Linked DNA regions of Mus musculus: region 2 is linked to region 1. The links are chromatin contacts, called in public promoter capture Hi-C maps. All regions are on one chromosome and are shown on one strand. The core of a region is the stretch at or near the end of the contact, and the rest is flanking DNA. Distances in the headings are between cores, read along the strand shown. Region 1 holds the start of Bex3 (brain expressed X-linked 3). Region 2 holds the start of Fam199x (family with sequence similarity 199, X-linked).

Region 1 (4,156 bases), core at 834-3,333:
GGGTTCGTCCTTCCACACCAATCATTAAATAAGAAAATACCCGCAGGCTTGCCTATAGTCCAAGTTTATGGAGGCAATTCCTCAATTGAGGGCCCCTCTTCTCAGGCGACTCTGGTTTGTATCAAGTTGACAAAGAACTTACCAATGTACTATGGTTTATTTTTTTTAAAGGCAAGCAGTAAGCTGTAATTAATCAAGCTGTCACCCAACTTCAGTTCCGTTTTCTGTACATTTCCATTTTCTGTCCAAAACATGTGGCTTGGCCATGTTGAAGAGTGGTGTCTTTGAATCTCTTCTGGCTTTATGGGCTTCCTGGTTTCTGAAGCATTCTTGGATCAAGTTGATCAATTTGTCTATACTTTTTATTTTTCACAAGGAAGAGTTGTGAGTTGGGAGACAGAATGGCCAAATCACCAGCCTTATCTTAAAAGGCAATTACTGGCGATAATTTTGCAGTTTGAGATTTCGGAGCTATATGTTGTATCTCCAAACTCATAATTTTATAGCACACCAGGCATCTGCACTTTATATCCCCAGGAACCTGCCTCATTTACCAGGACACCATACAGAAATTTGAGGCCCAAACTAGAAGCAACTTTGTTCGCATAATGAAGTTATTAAGTTGTAAATATTGGCAACTATGTTTCCAAAAATCTACCTTCTACCTGTGACCTTTGTTTGTTTGTTTTATTTACTTTTAAAGAAACCGATTTCAACTCCAGGCTTGTCTGGGCCACAGAATGACACTTTGTACAGCGATTTCAGGGTGGAAGAAACAGTTGCCTTCAGTATGAGTTTTCACACCAAGTTCATCCATCCTTTGCTTAGTTCTAATATTTCTTGAGGCATTTATACCAGAGTAGAAGGTTTGGGGATAACTTCTAGATATGTTATATTTCTCAGCTTATTATTTATAGGGTGGGTTGAAAGGCTTGGAGAGGAAAGCCAAGAATTCAAATGGCTCTTTTTCCTGAGGACTGTGGAATCAGAGACATCTCAGATAACACCAGGCCTTGGGAGGCAGAAGGAGGAGGCAGAGGCAGGGAAGATCACCCCAAATTTGAGGGCATCCTGTTAAATAGAGTGAGCTCCATATAGTCAGGGATTACAACTGAGAACCTGCCACACCTCCAAAATCATAGAAAAGTATGACTTCTTTCTGTAGGAACGATTCCAGAATTGTTTTAAAGCATTAGTTGTATTCAGCAAGTGTCCTTTCTTTTTAAAGAAAAAATTGTAACAGACGAGTACAGGGTATTTCAAAACTGACACCCCAAACCTAGAGAAGATATTTTTCTGTGTGATAGTATAAATAGCACTTTTTTTTCTTTTCATTTTGCAGAATGAAGCATATTTTTTTTTTCAAAACTGAAAACTCACCAGCCTTGATAGTGCAAGCCTTTTAACCTTAGCTACAAGGGAGGCTGATGTAGAAGGAATGAAATTCAAGGGCAGCCCCAACAACATAGACAGGCACTGTACTCTTTTTTCTTTTTAGTTTAAAAAGTGTGTGTGTTGGGGGGCAGGGGCTGGAGCGGTCTGTAAATACACCTCGGTAGAAGACAGCTTGTCCAGCAATTATTAAGCTAGAGGATCAATCCCCAGCGTTCCAAAAAAGGAGTGGTCCTTATAATTTTGAATTTTCTAAATCATGCTGATCATGCCTATGTGTGTGTGTGTGTGTGTACCCGCGCGCTTGTGTGTGGGGTTGTGTATGTGTGTGTGTACCTGTGTGTGTATGTTTTAAGGAAATAAAGAGAAATATGTACAGTCTACCCCACTCTCTATCTCTTGGTGTGTTATGGGGAGAAGTTCTGGAGAAAACATTTGGATAAGGTGGAGAGGAATCTCAAAGAAGGCCAAAGCCAAGACCTGGCTATAGTGGGAGGGAGACATAGAGGATGGTGCAGACCCTCCCTGGTAACAGGGAAGGGAGATGTCCAACCTCCTGATGGTGATGCCACTTGTGGTTCCTCAGATTGGTGAGGATCCGGATGAGTGACGGGTGGGGCCCGAGGTGAGCACTGGCGGCGGGGAGGCGGGGGCGGGGCCTCCTGTCGCACTGGCCTCCCGAACAGGGGGAGCGGGCTTGGCAGTGACGCAGGGCCCTCACGTGACCCGGGGCTGCAGAGCGACGCAGCCTTGGGTGCAGTCGTCACGAGCGTCTGGCCAGCAGCTCGGAGCTCCTCTGCGCGCGGCGGGCTGGCAGCGGGCCCGAGGCGAGCGGGACAGGTAAGGGGCCTGCACGCCGCGGCCCTGCGGGCGACAGCCTCGCGACGGGCGGGCGCGCACCGCGGCTTTGTGCACCGCGCGGGGAACCCCGGCTGCGCCCGGGAAGGGACGCCCGGGCTCAGGGGCGGGGACGGCGCGGGGGTCCCGGGAGAGGGGCGGCTGGGCGGGCCCGCAGCGGAGAGCGCTAGAGCGAGCCCCGGAGAGCGGGGACGGGGACGGGGACGGGGACGGGGATGGGGATGGGGACGGGGATGGGGACGGGGATGGGGACGGGGATGGGGACGGGGATGGGGACGGGGCTGCTAGAGATCGTGGGCGGCCGTGTAGGGGGATGGGCGGTGGGTCCGAGGAAGGCGGGTGCGGTGCTGAGCTCGGCGCCCAGTCCTTCCCATCCCACCCTGTCTGCAGATTGACTGGAAGCCGAGAGTCCAGGCGGCAGCGGGAATTGACAGGAGGACTACGCCGCAAGGGATAGGCCCAGGTTGGTTCAGTGGCGGTGGGGGTGGGGTGGGTGGCTGGGGGAGGTTGGGGAAAGCCCTGTCTAGGACCCCTGTGAGAGCCCCCACTCCACACTACTCTTCTTCTCAGTCCTCCATTTTGGTGGCTGAAAGCTCAGGGAAAGGATCCTGGGAAATAAAAAATGGTGGGCTTTGGGGGAGGGAGGGGACAGAGAGCTGGGAGGGGGGAGGGGCTCGAAATGGAGGCTCCCTAGAGGTTGCCTGGAGACTCTAAGGTGGGAAAAAAATAATAATGAAAATCCTTGTTGTTAATCTCTGACTTTTGCTGGTCACTGCATCGAGCATTCAGTTTGGGTTTTTTTTTTTTTTTCCTCCCCTTGCCCTGTCTTGCTTGTGTTCAAAGAATAGCAACCAGGAAACAAAATCTCATCATGGCCAATGTCCACCAGGAAAACGAAGAGATGGAGCAGCCCCTGCAGAATGGACAGGAAGACCGCCCTGTGGGAGGAGGTGAGGGCCACCAGCCTGCTGCAAACAACAACAACAACAACCACAACCATAACCACAACCACCACCGAAGAGGCCAGGCTCGCCGACTTGCCCCTAACTTCCGATGGGCCATTCCCAACAGGCAGATGAATGACGGGTTGGGTGGAGATGGAGATGATATGGAAATGTTCATGGAGGAGATGAGAGAGATCCGGAGAAAGCTTAGGGAGCTACAGCTGAGAAATTGTCTACGCATCCTTATGGGGGAGCTGTCTAACCACCACGATCACCATGATGAATTCTGCCTTATGCCTTGACTTCGGTCATTCCCCCCTGAGATCCATACTGTGACTCCCGCTGTAGCCCTTTTCCTCGCATTTTCCTGACATGCCTTTAATGACCCGTTTGTGGTGAGCCTTGTGTTATTTCCATGCCATGTGCCAGGTGGGGCTTGTGTTGCCAGCTTCTAATTGGAGATTGCCTTCCCACTCAGTGTGAGTTTCTGTCAACAGTGCAGTGTTGCCCATTAGCATGGAAAGCAATGTCAAGTCAATAAAGCAACTGAATAATCATTATTGTGTCCTTAAAGCATAAATAAACAGTTAAGATTAAAAAAAAGAGCCACAAGAACTCTGAAATTCAACAGTATTGGGGGTGGGGAGTGTACACATGTATACTTTTCCTTTTATTTGGAGCTTCATAAACCTTTTTTTGGTAAGTTTATGAATTTAGTGCAGGTGTATCTTAATTATTTGCTCAACAGACTTAAAGAGTAAATCCTCTTGGTGAAGATAGAATTTCTTAAAATTGTTCATATTGTCCTTATGTGCGGGAGTGATGTGGTTTAGCTTTTTAAGCCTCCAGCCATCCCTAAGTAGTTGGGGTGAACTGAGGAGGCGACTCAGACCTTGTCCATTCTCCCAGTTCCATGCAGGAAAAGGAGGTGTGTTCCTCCATGGCATTGGTATGCTTCAATT
Region 2 (4,156 bases), core at 484-2,983, 780 kb after region 1:
CATCAAGGCAGGAGCATGACAGCATCCAGGCAGGCATGGTACAGGAGGAGCTGAGAGTTCTACATCTTCATCTGAAGGCTGCTAGTGGAAGACTGACTTTCCAGGTAGCTAGGATGAGGGTTTTAAAGCCCACACCCACAGTGACACACCTACTCCAGGAAGGCCACACTTGCTCTAACAAGGCCACAGCTCCAAATAGTGCCACTCTCTGGGCCAAATATATTCACACCATCACACCTTCCTTTGTATAAGCTATGGCTCATTTAACCTCACTAATCCCAGATAGACTTCTGTGGATTTGTACACTGGGGACTATGATGCAAAACATCATTTGTATAGTGCTTTAATTGGTCAACCCAATTACATCTTAAGGAATGATAACTTTGAAAGCCACGTTCTCAGTGCAATACTTTAAAAAAAAAACAATCTAAATAAAAGAGCCACATCTGGTAGGTATCTAAATACCTGCATCTACAATGGAGAGGTGGCTATCTCTATCTCTAGAATCCACATCCTTAGACAAAATCATGTTGGTGGGAGTGGGGGAAATCCTCATGAGAGAAAGGGCTGAGTGTGTAGCTATGTGGTTGAACAGTCCTACAGGCATGCCCAAGGGCCTAGGTTCAAGTCCCATCATACCCATGTATTTTAAAATGCAGATTTTTGTTATTCTTCAAACAAATTACCATAACTTTTCATAGCATTTATGCACCCTAGAGATGATTTAAAGTATTTTGAAGAATGTGTGTAGGTTATATGTAAGTTATATATTTATATATTTTATATAAGGAATTTGGGATCCTTCACTCAAGATCAATCAGAATTATTCCAGAGATTTTTCCCAGGCTTTTAAAAAAGCTGAATATTAAAACAAAACCAGGCCTCCAAGATTTAAAATCGCTTGTCTAGAACACAGAAGTGAAGTGCCAGGAGCAAAGAGCACCATGTGATACCTCGTAAGTTGATTTAAGTCAAACAAGTTAAGCTCCATAATATCGACGGAAGCAGGGTTGCAGGACCTAACAGCGGTAGTGCCTAAGTCTCCTTTGGGAGATAGGGAAGGCTTCACCAAGAAGCTAGCGCTTGAGCTGGGGATTTAAGGATTAGCAGAGGAGAATGGCAGGACATTCCAAACACTACGAGGGAAAGAAAGCTCAGAACACAAAAGAACATTACAGTCCCAGCATCTCTGAGCAGCCTAGCCGCTTTATCAGGGTTTTTGAAGCGAGGCCACTTACAAGTGAGGCGGCATTTTTTTTCTCCTTCCTCACTCTATGGTCCATTTCTCTTACAGCTCATTGCTTTGGCTGGGCACACCTACTGCAGGAGCCCAGTACAAGTAGAATCGAGACAGGGTGGTCCCACGTGTTCAAGGGCACCTGGGACTCGTTTTTCATATATTCCCTCAGTATGACCTTGGCTAAGTCCCTAGTCCTAAGGGCTACTGTTGCTGTTTGGCCGTGGAGTGCGAGTGGGAAGCACGAGGAGAAAGAGGAGGAGGAGGAGGAGGGGCGAGGGGGGCGGGCTTGGCTGAGATGTGGGCCCTTCAAGCATCCCAGAATTGGGGACCGCGTAGAGCACCGGGCCGGTTGGGTCGCCCTGGGCTTAAGACACTGACATTCAGTTCCTCCTCCACTCCGGCAGGGGGCAAGGGCAGCGGCTCCGGGTAGCCCAGGAGCTGGCAGCGGCCACGGGGCGGACCGAAGCCGCAGCGGGCAGCGAGCAGCGAGCGCAGTGGGCGGGGCGGCCGGGCCGGGCGGCGGCGCCGCAGTGACTCGTCGGGCTTGGCGGCGGTGGCGGCGGCTTCTGAGGTTTCAGAGGAGCGGACTGTGTGGCCGGTGGGCTGCTGCGGCCTCGCAGCAACCTTTGTGCAGAGCCCTCCCCTCCTCGGGCGGCTGCGGTGGGCACACTCGGGGGCGGAGGCCACCGCGGCCAGGTTAGCGTGGGGGAAGGGGCGAGTGCCAGAGTAGCCCATCTGCAGCCAGTGAGACCAAGCCGGCCCATCTCCCACCATGTCCGACGAGGCGTCGGCCACCACTTCCTATGAGAAGTTTTTAACCCCAGAGGAGCCCTTCCCTTTCCTAGGAGCTCCTCGCGGGGTGGGCACCTGCCCCAGCGAGGAACCTGGCTGCCTGGACATCAGCGACTTCGGCTGCCAGCTCTCCTCCTGCCATCGCACGGATCCGCTCCACCGGTTTCACACCAACAGGTAAAGGAGCTCTTCCCAGAACAGGGGTGGACTTCCCACTGCCAGGCGGGGCAAGAGGACGCCAGGTTGCACTCCTGCAGGGTTCCTCCTGGTCCCTCGTGCAAGCCTGAGCTGCGGGCTGCCCCCTCCCCCATCTTCCTTTGACCAAGGCTCTTCCCAGCTCCTCCCTGTTTTCACCCACTGCCCCCTGATTTTTCTGAAGACCAGCTTCCCTGCACCTTCTTTCTTCTCCCCCTTTCCTTTTTGCACTCTAGTAATTCTTCCCATCCAGATCTTCCCCTTTTACCTCTTCGTGACCCCCGCCCCCATCCATACGCAGAGACTCCTAAACCCCAACTCTTGATTTTTAGATTCATCTGCAAAAGTTTAACCCCTTTCGTTTCCGGTACACTACAGAGTAAATTTGAGAGAGCCAAATCGATCAGTGGATCTTATGAAAGCACCTTTCAAGCTCGAGCCTCCTCTTTCTCAATTTTAACCTCACCCTAAACCAAATTGTACCGGGAAATTAGTCTTTTTTTTTCCCCATTGTTGCTTTGAGACCAGTATTTCTCATAGGTTAGACCATCAGCAAAACTGCTTATGCCTGGAAGATGACCTTGGACTCCTGGTCCTCAAACCTGCCTCCCAAGTGCTGGGATTACAGACATTTGTGATGTCCAACTAAGCTTAGTGTGTTTTAATCAGTTCAAATTTATATTTTTTTCAGTACTATGGCTTGAAACCTGAACCTCATGCGTGCTAGATAAGCTTTCTACCAACTGAGCTATATGCTTGCCCTATAAACTAGTCATTTCCCCCTTCCTTACTTCCTTACTTCCATTGCCTTACTTCTGTTGGGTATCCCCAAAGGTAAACTCTGGAAGAGTCCTATAGCATACCACCCGCCTTGCATCCCTGATGAGGGAAGTAGAGCAAGTTTAGGGTGGGCTGATTTATACAAATAATTTCTTAAAGGTGTTCATGTAAATTATTTTATCAGAAGGCAGTGTTTTGGAGAATTCTCTCATGCAAGCATTTAAATGTTATACCTAACATTGGTGATGCGACAGGGCTTTTCAATATAGGCTCAACTTTTAAAAATAATTTACTTTCAATTGTGTGCAAATCAAGAGTGGGCATGGGCATGAGACTGCAGGTGTGTATGGAGGCCAAAGACAGCAGAACTTGAGTTACAGGTGGCGGGGAACAGGCTGAATGTGATGCTGGGAACAGAATTTGGGTCAACTGCAAGACATCATATGCTCTTAACCATGGTGCCACATTTCTAACCTCTTATACACGCACGCACACGCACACACACACACACACACACACACACACACAGAGGTAGAATATGGATAAGAGGGGAGGGAAAGGGTCCCTCTAAGGATAATAGAAAGAAGGAATCCAGTTCTGGTTTCTGACCCAAGTTTGCTATGTGAGTTTGATCATCTCCTTCCCTATTTTTGCATATCTTCCTCCCCTAACCTTAAAACAGTCTCTCTTTACTGTGTAACATGTGCATTTACATATATAATGTCACTTGGAAAAGTAAATTTATAGTTTTGGAAATAAAATGTTATAGCTAAATAATTATTCCGAATACTAGAGCAACACATTTTACAATGAAGTGGCAGTGAGTTTCTTACAAAAATTTCAACTATTCATCGCAAACTGAAGAAACTGGGGCCCAGAGAGAAAGACCAAGTATGAAATTCATAATATCTAGCCAGGTAAAGGCCATGCAGACATAGATTGCTCTCTTGAAGCCAGAGATAAAACTTGGATTAGAGCTCAAGGCTCTAATGTTATCAGTGGTCACAGCACTTTCTTAAACTAAGAGAAGCATCCTTAGCCCATGAAGTAATGAACATGCCTGCAAAATTGGCAACATTTGAAGTGTGCTTAAGGTATTTGACTTTTGAAACAGGAGACAAAGTTACATAGCCAGTAAATTGAGATAAG

The links. Promoter capture Hi-C pulls out the DNA fragments that hold promoters and counts their contacts.
Region 2: a contact with region 1 is called in a promoter capture Hi-C map of stem cell-derived epiblast-like cells, with 2.9 times the contacts expected there. The contact joins the promoter of Fam199x here to the promoter of Bex3 in region 1. A contact is called at or near these places in 4 of 39 promoter capture datasets (cranial neural crest, maxillary cranial neural crest, pre-B cells and 1 more).

What each region holds. Positions count from the first base shown.
Region 1 is chrX:136,268,170-136,272,325 of GRCm38.p6, forward strand. It overlaps Bex3 (brain expressed X-linked 3), which reads left to right and starts at 2,084. Exons shown (of 3, transcript NM_009750.2): 1 at 2,084-2,232; 2 at 2,641-2,713; 3 at 3,094-3,809. The coding sequence starts at 3,122. The coding sequence ends at 3,496.
Region 2 is chrX:137,047,861-137,052,016 of GRCm38.p6, forward strand. It overlaps Fam199x (family with sequence similarity 199, X-linked), which reads left to right and starts at 1,734. Exons shown (of 6, transcript NM_146261.2): 1 at 1,734-2,209. The coding sequence starts at 2,013.